Regions from separate parts of the Mus musculus genome. Here all the other regions are linked to region 1. Evidence: chromatin contacts called from public ChIA-PET and promoter capture Hi-C data. All regions are on one chromosome and are shown on one strand. Each heading gives the region's core, a stretch centred on a gene start, on an enhancer-like site or on the middle of the called end of the contact. The rest is flanking DNA. Distances are from core to core; before and after follow the strand shown. Region 1 holds the start of Strada (STE20-related kinase adaptor alpha). Region 2 holds the start of Polg2 (polymerase (DNA directed), gamma 2, accessory subunit). Region 3 holds the start of Milr1 (mast cell immunoglobulin like receptor 1).

Region 1 (3,910 bases), core at 627-3,126:
TATAGATGAAATACCCAGTGTTTACACATCCTATTGTAATGACTGTAAGAGGCTTTAGGGCTCAGGCATTTGTCCAGAATGCTGTGAAGCCCTAGGTTCAATGTCTAGTACAGTCCAAAGAAGGGGAAGGGAAAGAAAGGAGAAAGAAAAACTCAATTTGAGGTTGCCTTGGCAATTAGAGCCCGGCGCAGTGGTTCACACCTATAATCCCAGAAGAGACGGGGTTTACCAAATTTAAGGCCAGTCTGGTTAGCCTGGACTAGATGTGAGACCCTGTCTCAGAGTTTGGGGCTGGAGAGCTGGGTCAGCAGAAAGATGCATTTGCTGCTCTTGGAAAGGATCAAGCACCGGCAACTATCTGTCACCCCATCCAGTTCCTCCGCCTGCTTCTGCGCGCACATACACACACACACAAGTACATTCAAGTACAAGTACACACACAACATATGAAAAAATAAAAACCGAAGCTTGACACCTTTTCAGGTATTGCTTTCCCTAATATTCTGGATTCCAAAGACCATGTGAACTGGCAGAAACTGCATTTTCCTCCAGTCCCCTTGCTTTTTGTGAGTTCGTGATGTTTGTTTGATGATGAAATGTGGTGAGACTGAGAACAAATTTGGCATGTTAAACGCACTAGGCAAGGTTACAGCTGTGTGTAAAACATTGAGATCTTCAGGTGAGGGTAGTGTGCGTTTCCAAGTTCCTGTATGATGTGGCCAAACTTAAAATTCTTGGAAGTTAGTCGACTGGTATAAATCTGAGACAGGAAAAAAAACAAGTATTCATTACTTGACAGTATGTACACAGATGTATTGGGCCCTCACTCCACAGTAACTGAAGTGACTAAAAATCACTTCATGATAAAACGGAGTCCTCATTTTATTAGTCCTATATGGTTTGGCCCCTGCTGTCTTTTTTCATAAAGGCAAACTCATCACAGGTTTCTGCTAATAGAGGACATACCACCAAGTCTTTAATCCCATCCCAGCAGAGGCAGAGGGAAGCTGATCTGAAGGCCAGTCCAGACTACATGCGACACTATCTCAAAAATACCTCACTACCAAAAAATAGTTATGAAGCACTTAGGGACAAAAAAAAAAAAAAAAAAAACCCCAACAAAAAACAAACCATAGCTCTCGTTTAGTTGAGCTATTTTCTGTGCTTTAAGGAGAAGGAACTTTGGGCACAAAGGGTAAGTTTCCTCTTTGTTGTTCTATTGCCTGAGACTGACCCAAGAAAGACTTGTTTTTCAATTGGAGTCCTACCAGGTGAAATGGCACCTGGGATTTGGGAACCGCAGAGTGTGGGATGAGGGGTGGGAATACCCCTGGTAGCCAAGTCAATAGCTATAGTTAGCCCTTGCCCCTTTTCTTGCTGCTGGGTTAGGAGGGGTACAGAGACTCGAGGGAGACTCTAGGGTCCTTTGGAACTGCAACAATGACAAGGTCTTTCGCTTCCACATACGTGGGGAAACCTGCCTTCGTCCTAGATAAGGAACGACCTCAGCAAAGGGGAAAAAAGACTAGTTAATAACTCTCTCCCTGACGAAGCGACTGCGGGTCTAGCATGTCCGGTAACGGTAACGTGGGATGGAAGCAGAAGCTCTCTCTGGGGAAAAGCGGAGCTTCCTCCACTGGGATGGGTGGGGTGAAGCGAGGCGAGACGAAGCAGAGTCCTTAGTGGGCAGGGGGTAAGGCGGAGCATCTTCTGAGAACCGGGCAAGGCAGGACTTCCTCTGCTGGAGGCAAGAGGCGGAGCTCCCTTCTTGGGTGGGGCAAAGCAGGGCTTCTCCGTAGGGGAGGGGCGGGACTTCCTCCGTGGGGCGGGAGTAGGAGGGGCTTGTTCCGTGAAGGGGAGGGGCGAGGCTCGGCCAGTCTCCCTGGGTCCCTCCACTGCGCATGTCACGTTGCGTACCTCCCTCCCAGCAACCGGCCTGGCGGCAGCGCGGCTACAAAACTGAGGAGGCGGAGCCGAGACGGAGTCGGTACTGCGCTCTGACTCCTAGACCAGGTACCCGGTGGCGGAGCCGCCTGGTGCGCTCCCAGGGATAATCCCTCTTGCCAGACTCCGAGTCCGTGTCCTCGGGGGTGAGCCTCAAGTGGCCATCCCGGCTCACCCTCGCCCTCCTCTGGCCCTCATTTAACCTGGGTTCTGGGTTCCCGCATTGAGGTTACAGCCTGAGAGCAAAATTAGGCTTGGGCCTGGCTGGGGAGATGCTGAGCAGAGTTGCCGGACCGGAGAGGCTAGCTACCGCATGGCCTCCCCACCTTTTCCGGGGCTTCCAAATGGGGTTGAGTTCTCATACGGAAGCAAGATCAGAGCTATTCTCTGCTTTGGTCAAAACGAAGAGTTTCTAAATGTGTTGTCTTAAGTGTCCCAGCAGTTTTGGGGACCGAGTATGGTGGCGGAGAGTGAGCATGACAGAAGGGGAGTGGCTAAATAAAATTGTTCATAATTTTAGGAAATAGATAACTTCTCAACTCAGTCTTCTGCTAAGACCCTAAGGTACTTCAATTTGACCCCTTTCTCCCAGACGGTTGGACTCGGTCTTACTGAAATACCCGTTGAAGTAGAACTATGTTCCAGTGTTTGGATGGGTCTTCATGATAGTTGATAACCTTATCCGGAGGTACCCAACACCTGAGACTGACTCAGATCCTTGAGGGTTGATTAACCAAATTTGAGACTGTGGGCGTGGCTCAGCGCCTGAGTTCTTGATTAACATCAGTGCGGACTTGCTTTCCATTCTCCACACTACCAAAAAGAAAATTGCTAACTTGCTTCTGCCGTAGTGCAGGAACTTAATAGTTTAACCATTAGTTATAGTACGGAAACTGGTCAACTCTCTTCACCCTTTAATTAGGTTTCTTAGAAGATTTTTTGGCTGGGTTTATAGTTGTGACCTCCGACATAAAGTTTGGAGGACCAGCGGTAAAAATAGAAGAAAAAAAAGTCTGTCAGAACAAGTGAATTCTCCTATCGGTACCTGTTGTAGTGGGAGAGATAATGAGGCGATAGTATGGTTGGGTGGTTGGAGAGGTGTCTCTGTAGATAGGAAGATATGCTGCCGTCTCCAGAACTCATGTAGAGAGCCATGTGTGGCCATGAGCCTGTGACAAGAGAAACACCAGAGCTTGCTGGCTGTCAGCCTGTGTCCAGAGTGATAGAGTAGAATACACAATGTCCTTTAGCTTCACCAAGCATAGAAACAGGTACACACATAAATATATACATACATACACACACAAGCACATACATATATATACACATATATACATACATATACACACATTGGTAAGTGTAATAGTTAATGTGAGAGCCAGGCATGATGGTATATGCCTTTAATCCCAGCACTCGGGAGGCAGAGGCAGGCGGATCTCTGTGAGTTCGAGGCCAGCCTCATCTACAGAGTGAGTTCCTGGACAGCCAAGGCTACACAGAGAAACCTTGCCTTGAGGGGAAAAAGCTAAGGTGAGGAATGTAGGTGGTTAGTGGGAGCGCTGCTGTAATAGAGGGTACTGAGTGTCAACAATAGACTGGGGACAAAAAGGGAAGTGGAGTCTATAGACTACACTCTGTCTCTTCTTTTTTTCAAAAGAGACTGTAGCCAAGTGTGATGTTGAATTCCTGATCCTCCTGTCTCTGTCTACTGAGGGCTGAGAATCCACACATGAGCTATCATTCTCAGCTGTGGATTTCTGCCACTTTTACAGCCTTAGCTGGTGATCTTTAAATCCACCAAGCCATCTCTAACCTCCTTTTAAACATCAAGTACTACTTTTCTCACAAATTGCTATCCCTGCTTCTTGGAAGATAGAATCCTCAACATTAGTCAACCTTCATTAAACTTGAACTTGGCAGAGATCAACAGAGGAAGACATCTGATGTGCACCCCTCCTGCAAGCCT
Region 2 (3,910 bases), core at 592-3,091, 590 kb before region 1:
TGTTTGTATGGGAAGAAGTTAGAGACAATGGATTTTATAATTCCAGATTTATTGGATAAAAGCTTTGTCATTTTTCAGTATCAGGGAAGTAAGTCATTTAATAGCCTATTTTCCTTAAGAGTGAACTACAGGACAGTAACTATATAAATACATGTTGATTTCTTTTGCAAAACAGTTTTAAGTAATGACATTTTTGCTTTATCAAAATTTTATTCCATCTCTTGGTTTTGTTGTCAACTGCCGAAATGTGCGAAGCTGAAAGACTGTTAGCCCAAGAGCTGTGTGCACTGTGTCTTTAGTGCAGGATTACCTTGTAGGTTCCTAGTCCTCGAGGACTTGCCAGAGTGCTTATAGCCACACCTGGAAGTCAGGAATGTCTCCACATTATTTCAGGGGATTTTAGGGGTCTTGTAGGCTAGTCACAAGGAAGACGACATAACCAAAAGCACAGTAAAGTTTTCGGGTTAGGTTCACTATGGGCTTAACAGCTAGAAGGATTGGGGGGAAAGCTTTAGATTTAAGTAGGATCACCAGCAAACAGCTTTGTTTCAGAATGGCTATAAGTAGGTCTAAATGTCTTCCCAAAAAATTGGTGTGTTTTTTGCCCAGGACAAAAGTCTTAAAGGAAGTTATTTAACTTTTTGTTTTTAAAATGGGCTTATTGTTAATGCCTTATTTATAAAATGTTAAAACAAAATAGAATGTGCTGGGGGTGGGAGCTGGGCGTGTTTTCCAGGGCTGATAACATTGAAAACTGGTTCATCCTCTAGTACTGAGTGGTTTTCAATGGCATGGCTAGTCAGATTCATGATTTTTAAGTATAGGTGTAGATTGGAGCATTTATTACATATTTTACTGTTCAATGTCTTAATGTGGACCTTTTATTTTGTAAATAATTATGGAAATGATTGTGGGGCTTGGAAAAAATTACCTTTGAAGTTTTAAAAGACAGTCCACTTTTTAGCATGTGTGTTGTGTCCAGCCTGTGGTTGTCTTAACTAATAAATGTGATTTTTCTCCCCATTCTCTTCATTTATTTATTCGCGTAGAGGCCTCTTACCTGGGTTTTTGCACCCCCGCCTTCCCCATTCCAGCTATCCTGGAATTTGATACATAGGCCAAGCTGGCCTTGAAGTCAGAGATTGTCCCTTATGCATATGTTAACATAGGAGTGAGCTACCACAACAGTCCTGCACCTTATAATCAAACTCCAGTATCAAAAACACCCCTTTGTCCTAGTCAGGTATTAACTGATTTCTACGAGAAGGGAAGTACAGAGGTTAAGAGCACTGCTCTTCCAGCAACCATACGGTGCCTCACAACCACCTGTAGTGATGGCCTCTTCTGGTGTGTCTGAAGACAGCAACTCACAAATCTTTAAAAAAAAAAAAAAAAATTCTTTTTAAGGAGGTGGTTAATAAATTCCCGAAGCCCTTTTTAAGACCTGGTCACCCTGTCTGTCCAGCCACACCCGGGAGAGAGTGGAGTGGCCATTGGTGATAATGTTTGCCAGCATTAGTATAAACTAAAAGTGCACAACACATTCCCTTGGAGACTGAACGCTAAGCCTCACATCAGTACCGTCCAGGACAACATTTTGGAAGGGGTTTTTTTCGTTTTGTTTGGCAGCTCGGAAAACCTGATGCTAACTCTATAGTAACAGGATTGTGGTAAAAGCTAAACAAGTGAATGTGAGGCAGGTGGAGTTACCAAACGGAAAATCCCAAAGGTAGTAAACAATCAGACGCTGGCGTCAGCCGCGGAGGCCGGGATACGCCCAAGGCGGCTGCTGCTCAGCAGCGGGTGACGCTCTTCCGGGGGCGTGGTCTACAGCACGTCCATTTCCGCTGTGCCTGCACCCCAGGCCCTGGTGCTGGTGTAGGTTTGAAACTGCGGCTCTGCACGGGAGGTGCTGGTGTTCCGACTCCTGAAGCGATGCGCTGCGGTGGCGGCGCCAGGGCCTGCCGCAGGGCCTGCAGGTGCTGGCTGTCCGGGTACGCGGGTCCCGCAGATGGGACGCAGCAGCCTGACGCCCCCGAGCATGCGGTGGCCCGCGAGGCGCTGGTAGACCTCTGCCGGAGGAGGCACTTTTTCAGCGGGACGCCGCAGCAGCTCAGCACGGCTGCTCTGCTGAGCGGGTGCCACGCGCGCTTTGGACCTTTGGGTGTAGAGTTACGAAAGAACCTAGCCTCACAGTGGTGGTCCTCTATGGTGGTGTTCAGGGAGCAGGTCTTCGCGGTGGACTCCCTCCACCAGGAGCCGGGCTCTTCGCAGCCGAGGGACAGTGCCTTCAGGTTAGTCTCTCCAGAAAGTATACGCGAAATCTTGCAAGACAGAGAGCCGAGTAAGGAACAGCTAGTGGCATTTCTTGAGAACTTATTAAAAACTTCTGGGAAACTACGGGCGACTCTTCTTCACGGTATGGCTCTTCGCGTTTCGTGCTTCTGAACAGATTTGGGGTGGAAAAGCAGTCTTGCACGAGTTTGGAGACAGCAACGGCCCTAGGCTTCCAGGCAAAGAAGTGACCAGGTTCCTTTTTTTTTTTTTTTTTTTTTTTTTAATAACATCAGAGTGATCCACCTTGAGGCAAAGGTCCGAGGCATCATTCCTGAAGAAATTTGTAAAGCATTCAGTTTGACGAGCAAACCTAAAACTATAGAGGTAGGACCTTATATAAATCAGTCACATGCTTTCATTGATACCAAGGCATTTTCAAAGACTTCCTCTGTTCCAGTTTTAAATACAATTATCAACTCAGGTTTTTCTTTTTTTTTTTTTTTTTTTTTTTTTTTTTGAGACAGAGTTTCCCTGTGTAGCCCTGGCTGTCCTGGAACTCACTCTATAGACCAGGCTGGCCTCGAACTCGGAAATCTGCCTGCCTCTGCCTCCCAAGTGCTAGGATTAAAGGCGTGCGCCACCACTGCCTGGCAACTCAGGTTTTTCTTGGTGTTTTTTGTTTGTTTGTTTGTTTTTGGTTTGTTGCTTTGTTTTGTTTTTTTTTTTTTTGTGGGGTTTTTTGCCAGGTAATTTTTTAGCTTGTCAGCTAGAAGATGAGATACACATCTTTAAAGTCAAATATAACAAATTCGGAAATGCTGCCTCTGCCGTTTAGCAGTATGGAGTAGCTAACAACACCTTACAAATCCAAGCTTGTGAAAATTAGTATATACTGTAACCTTAAATTTTTAAAGCAAAATAAAGCAAGCCGGTGATAAATGCAATTAGATTGTAGTATATTTTATCCTGTATTCTTGGTATTGATTGATTAAACAGTCTCACCATGTCCCCCAAACATCAGCTGTTTTTTACCTCTCAGTCTTTTAGATCAAAGTTGCAGACTGAAAATGAGATTTTGAGTTCAGTGTGGATAACATGGAAGTCAGTTCTCTCCTCCTATCGTGTGGGTCCTGGGGATAGAACTCAAGACTTCAGGCTTAGCAGCAGCTGCTTCTACCAGCTGAGATGTCTTTCCAGGTTTAAGGATTTTTTTTTTGGTTTTTCGAGACAGGGTTTCTCTTTGTAGCCCTGACTGTCCTGGAACTCACTTTGTAGGCCAGGCTGGCCTCTGCCCCACACTTGGTTTTTTTCTTTCTCTCTCTGAAGATACTGGACTGTTCTTTTGTTTCTTCTTTTGAGAACCTGATTTCTTTATCTCAAGTTTACCTTGAAATCAGTCTGTAGCCCAGGCTTGCTTCAAAGTGTCAGAGTCCTCTTGCCTCCACCCCTGAGTACCAGGATACCAAGTGCTGGGCTCAGAGTTCACTGCTGGTTTCCCTAAGTGAAATAGATTTATATGATCGGTTTGTTTCTTGGCAGGTGCCTTGGAGCACTATGTTAATTGCCTGGATCTGGTAAACAGAAAGCTACCTTTCGGTCTTGCTCAGATTGGAGTCTGTTTCCATCCTGTTTC
Region 3 (3,910 bases), core at 885-3,384, 560 kb before region 1:
GAAGCAAGCACCTTAGGGAAATTGTCCCCCGTCCCCCCCGCCCCTCCAGTCAATCCCAATCTTTCCTTTGTTCTTCAGGTGTGCCAGAGGCCACCGGGTCTACACACTTGTGTTCCATATCGTTTGCTTTTTCCCAGATAAAAATTCCTTTATTGCACATCGGTCTCTATGTTTTTGTTTGACTTTGACACTGGATTTAACTTCCCATTTGCACTGCTTTTCAGGTAAGACCTGCCAACTTTTCTTATCATCGATTTTACTTCCTATAAGCCAGGGGCAGACCTGTAGCTTGGAGTCTTTCATTAAGTAACCAACCTTAATTCAGATCCTGTGACACATCCTTTTCTGCTCTCCTGCTGGGAAGCCCCTGCTTCCCCAGGGTCTTTCTTTCTCCTGTAATTTCAGGACTTGGGGGATGGAGGCAGATGGATGAAGAATTCAAGGTCAGTCTATGCTGACCTAGTGAGTTCTAGGCCAGCCTGGGCTACGTGAGATTGCCTTCAGTAAGGCCTGGTAAAACTCCTTAAATTCTGTCTGCTATGGCTTTGGTATCCAGTCTGTGAGCTGGTATACATACATACTCATGTGTATGTTTACTGTAAGATATGTAATATATGCTCTGAGAGTTAATATTACATTTAAAATTGGAATAAAAGAACTCATGTTTACTGACTGCTGGCTATCAAGAGAAATCAGGACTGCTTGGAAAATCACAGCCAAGAGAAGCAACATAGCTGGTGAATTTATTGCTATTCAATAAACTCTGACACCACAGACCGACGCAAAGATGTCCATCTAGACTGCTCCACTGTGTGCTCTCCCACACTCAGGACTTAACAGGCTGAAGCAGAAGGATTCTCATGAGTTCAGCATCAGCTTCGGCTACATAGTGAGTGCTAGGCTATGTAGCAAGATCTTATCACCAACAGTCCACAGAAAGAAGCTGCCTGCTTCGGGATGGGGAGGGGAGGGGAGGGAAGACAGGCTGGGTTGCACACAACAGCACTTTCAACTTTATGTGGTTAGCTTACACGGAAGGACCGATGTGCCGCAAAGACTGCAGAGGAACCAGGATTGGGGCCACCCCTTCTCACCGATGAAAGAAACCACCCTCAAAAGTCATTAGTTTGTGTGCCCGGCTTGCCAGCTGGGCAGCAGCAAGCCAGGCTCAGCAGCAAAGCACTCTGACTCCACAGTAGAGCTCTACCTAGGCATAGTACTAGTTGCCTGAATTAATTTAAAAGGGGTTTGAGTGGGCATGGTGGGCTGGGTCCCAGCATTTGAGAGTTTAGGAGTTAGTCTAGTTTAGCCTTGGCCACGTAATAGAGTTTGAGGCCAGCCTGACCTACATGAGGCTCAGCCTCAAAAGTAAATAAATTAATAAAAATTTACAAAAATCACGGGAGGGTTTTCTAGCTAAAAGTGATAACAAAGGAAGTTTGGAGGTTTTCATGGTAAAAAACAATCTCAGATTTTGCCCGGCCAAGTTTCAGGTGGAAAAACAAAATTGCTACAATTAATGCCCTCTCTAAACCTCAGCTCATTGGCCTCCTAGCAGATAATAGAAAGGCTTTGCTCTTGGTTGCCGATCTAAAAACACAGAAATCCCAGTAAGTGAACGCTCATGTTCAGAGTCAGCTATCTGACCATTTTGATGCCCATACTTTCAGGAAATGAAACTTACCGTTATTTTCCACCCTCGTACAATCCACTGCAGCATTCTGAACTGAAAGAGAAAATGGAAGATTAGAGAAAAAAAACCTCATTTCCCATGTGATTATTTTGAGAGATGATTCTTGTTTGTTTTTTCGTCTTTGACTTTTCAAGACAGGGTCTCTCTAGGTAGCCCTGGCTGGCCATGAACTCTGTGTAGATCAGGCTGGCTCCACAGAGATCCACCTGCCTTTGCTCCACCAAGTGCTGGCCCCCCCGTCCCAGAGTCAATTCTTAAAATATCGAATCAGGCTTACGTGTGATAGAAATTGTAAGAGCCCAAAGTAACAGTTTGTCCAGCCAGCATCTTATTCCCTTGAATGAAACGGCAGAGAGGCACATTGGCGAGTCACCATCGCCCATGGTTAATTGAGTTACTACAGAATGGGGCTCGGCTTCTGAGATTCCTCTTCCCAACCACACACAGGAAATGAGAGGATTTAGACAAGTTTACTCAACAGGACCTATGACTCGTTGGTTTAACTGTCCTTCATATTACTGGAACAGCTGCTCAGACCGCAAGGTCTCCTATCTCACTTAGAGCTGCTGCTTGGTGATAACGGATCTTTCTTTTTTTTCCCCCTTCTTTCCCCCTTTTTTCCCCTTCCCTTTCACTCCGGCCCATAGGTTTTTTTATTTGTTTTTCATTACAGATAGTTGTGAGCCACCATGTGGTTGCTGGGATTTGAACTCATGACCTCCAGAAGAGCAGTCAGTGCTCTTAACCACTGAGCCATCTCACTCACCAGCCCCGATAATGGATCTTTTATATTCTCTCTCTCTCTCTCTCTCTCTCTCTCTCTCTCTCTCTCTCTCTCTCTTCCTCCCCCTCACCCTCCCCCTCTCCCCCCCCCATCTCCCTTCCCCCTCCTAAAAGAAAAATGAAAAATGCCTCTGACAAGTAAGCCCTACTCTCCAGAGCACAGAGAACTTCCTGGCGTGCTGTCGGCCGTTGTTCATTTAAGATTACAAGTCCTTTGTTTGCTTCTTTAGACAAGCTTGGTTGCCCCATCTGCACAGGATGTGTTTGATCGAATGTAGGCTGGAGGTACATAAGCAGAGAGTATGCCAGGATGTTTGCTTGCTCCTGATTGGACAAAGGTGGAAAGTATGTAGCCTTTTGGGGTTTGCCTTTCTTTATAAACCTCCGATTAATGTACCTTGGTGACATACTCCCGGAATCCTGAGGATGGATTGTCTTAGCCAGCATAGCAATTTGGCTCAAAAACTGTGATAGTGTTCTTACTTTCACCCAATGGGATCAACACTTTCACACCACACACGCACACACGCACACACACGCGCGCACACACACACACACTTCCTAGCTGCCTATGAGGTGAGAGACAGGTTCCAGATGTATAAGGTACATCTTCTATACATGCAGCCTGAAGGTAATTGGAGGAGGGATTCAGAGAGTCCTTTGGCACACTCTTCTCAGGTCGGCGTATTCAGACCAGAACCTCAGCAACATTGCTCTCAGCTCCTCTCATCACCTCTGGAGGTAAGTCACACCAGGCTGCTCTGTAAGACCTTCCGGCCACCCTCCTGCCTCTCTAGCATCTTGCTTGGTAGATGATGTCTTCTTGGGTTTGGTTTGCAAATATTTTATTGAGTATTTTTACATCAATGTTCATAAGGGAAATTAGTCTGAAGTTCTCTTTTTTTTAATACTTGTTTATTTATTTATTATATGTAAGTACACTGTAGCTTGTCTTCAGACACTCCAGAAGTGGGAGTCAGATCTCGTTACGGATGGTTGTGAGCCACCATGTGGTTGCTGGGATTTGAACTCCGGACCTTCGGAAGAGCAGTCGGGTGCTTTTACCCACTGAGCCATCTCTTCAGCCCCTTAAGTTCTCTTTCTTTGTTAAGTCTTTGTGTGGTTCAGGATGTCTGTGGCCTCATAGAATGAGTTTAGCAATGTTCCTTCTGTTTTTATTTTGTGGACTAATTTAAGGAGTATTGGCATTAGCTCTTCTTTAAAAGTCTGGTAGAATTCTTCGCTAAAACCTTCTGGCCCTGGGCATTTTTTGGTTGGGAGAGTTTTAATGACTGCTTCTATTTCTTTAGGGGTTATAGGGATGTTTAAATATTTACCTGATCTTGATTTAACTTTGGTACTTAGTATTTGTCGACAAAATCATCCATTCCTTTTAGATTTTCCAGTTTTGTGAAGTGCAGGCTTTTGAAGACC

What was found. ChIA-PET counts read pairs in DNA pulled down with a chosen protein or histone mark. Capture Hi-C pulls out chosen DNA fragments and counts their contacts.
Region 2: a promoter capture Hi-C map of liver shows a contact between it and region 1, with 4 times the contacts expected there. The contact joins the promoter of Polg2 here to the promoter of Strada in region 1. A contact is called at or near these places in 5 of 39 promoter capture datasets (hippocampal neurons, liver, neural stem cells and 1 more), 2 of 484 Hi-C or Micro-C datasets (B cells and muscle stem cells), 4 of 115 datasets of contacts at active chromatin or transcription factors (astrocytes, effector CD8 T cells, embryonic forebrain and 1 more) and 2 of 9 other capture datasets (adipose tissue and liver).
Region 3: an RNA polymerase II ChIA-PET map of memory CD8 T cells shows a contact between it and region 1, with 18 read pairs. The contact joins the promoter of Milr1 here to the promoter of Strada in region 1. A contact is called at or near these places in 5 of 39 promoter capture datasets (cranial neural crest, frontonasal cranial neural crest, liver and 2 more), 4 of 115 datasets of contacts at active chromatin or transcription factors (effector CD8 T cells, embryonic stem cells, memory CD8 T cells and 1 more) and 1 of 9 other capture datasets (liver).

Annotation. Positions count from the first base shown.
Region 1 is chr11:106,191,569-106,195,478 of GRCm38.p6, reverse strand. It overlaps Strada (STE20-related kinase adaptor alpha), which reads left to right and starts at 1,876. Exons shown (of 13, transcript NM_001252448.1): 1 at 1,876-2,013.
Region 2 is chr11:106,777,468-106,781,377 of GRCm38.p6, reverse strand. Polg2 (polymerase (DNA directed), gamma 2, accessory subunit) reads left to right here and starts at 1,841. Exons shown (of 8, transcript NM_015810.2): 1 at 1,841-2,419; 2 at 3,817-3,910. The coding sequence starts at 1,936. Ddx5 (DEAD box helicase 5) reads left to right here. Exons shown (of 13, transcript NM_007840.3): 13 at 1-1,022.
Region 3 is chr11:106,749,450-106,753,359 of GRCm38.p6, reverse strand. Milr1 (mast cell immunoglobulin like receptor 1) reads right to left here and starts at 2,134. Exons shown (of 7, transcript NM_001033435.3): 1 at 1,971-2,134; 2 at 1,685-1,726. The coding sequence starts at 2,076.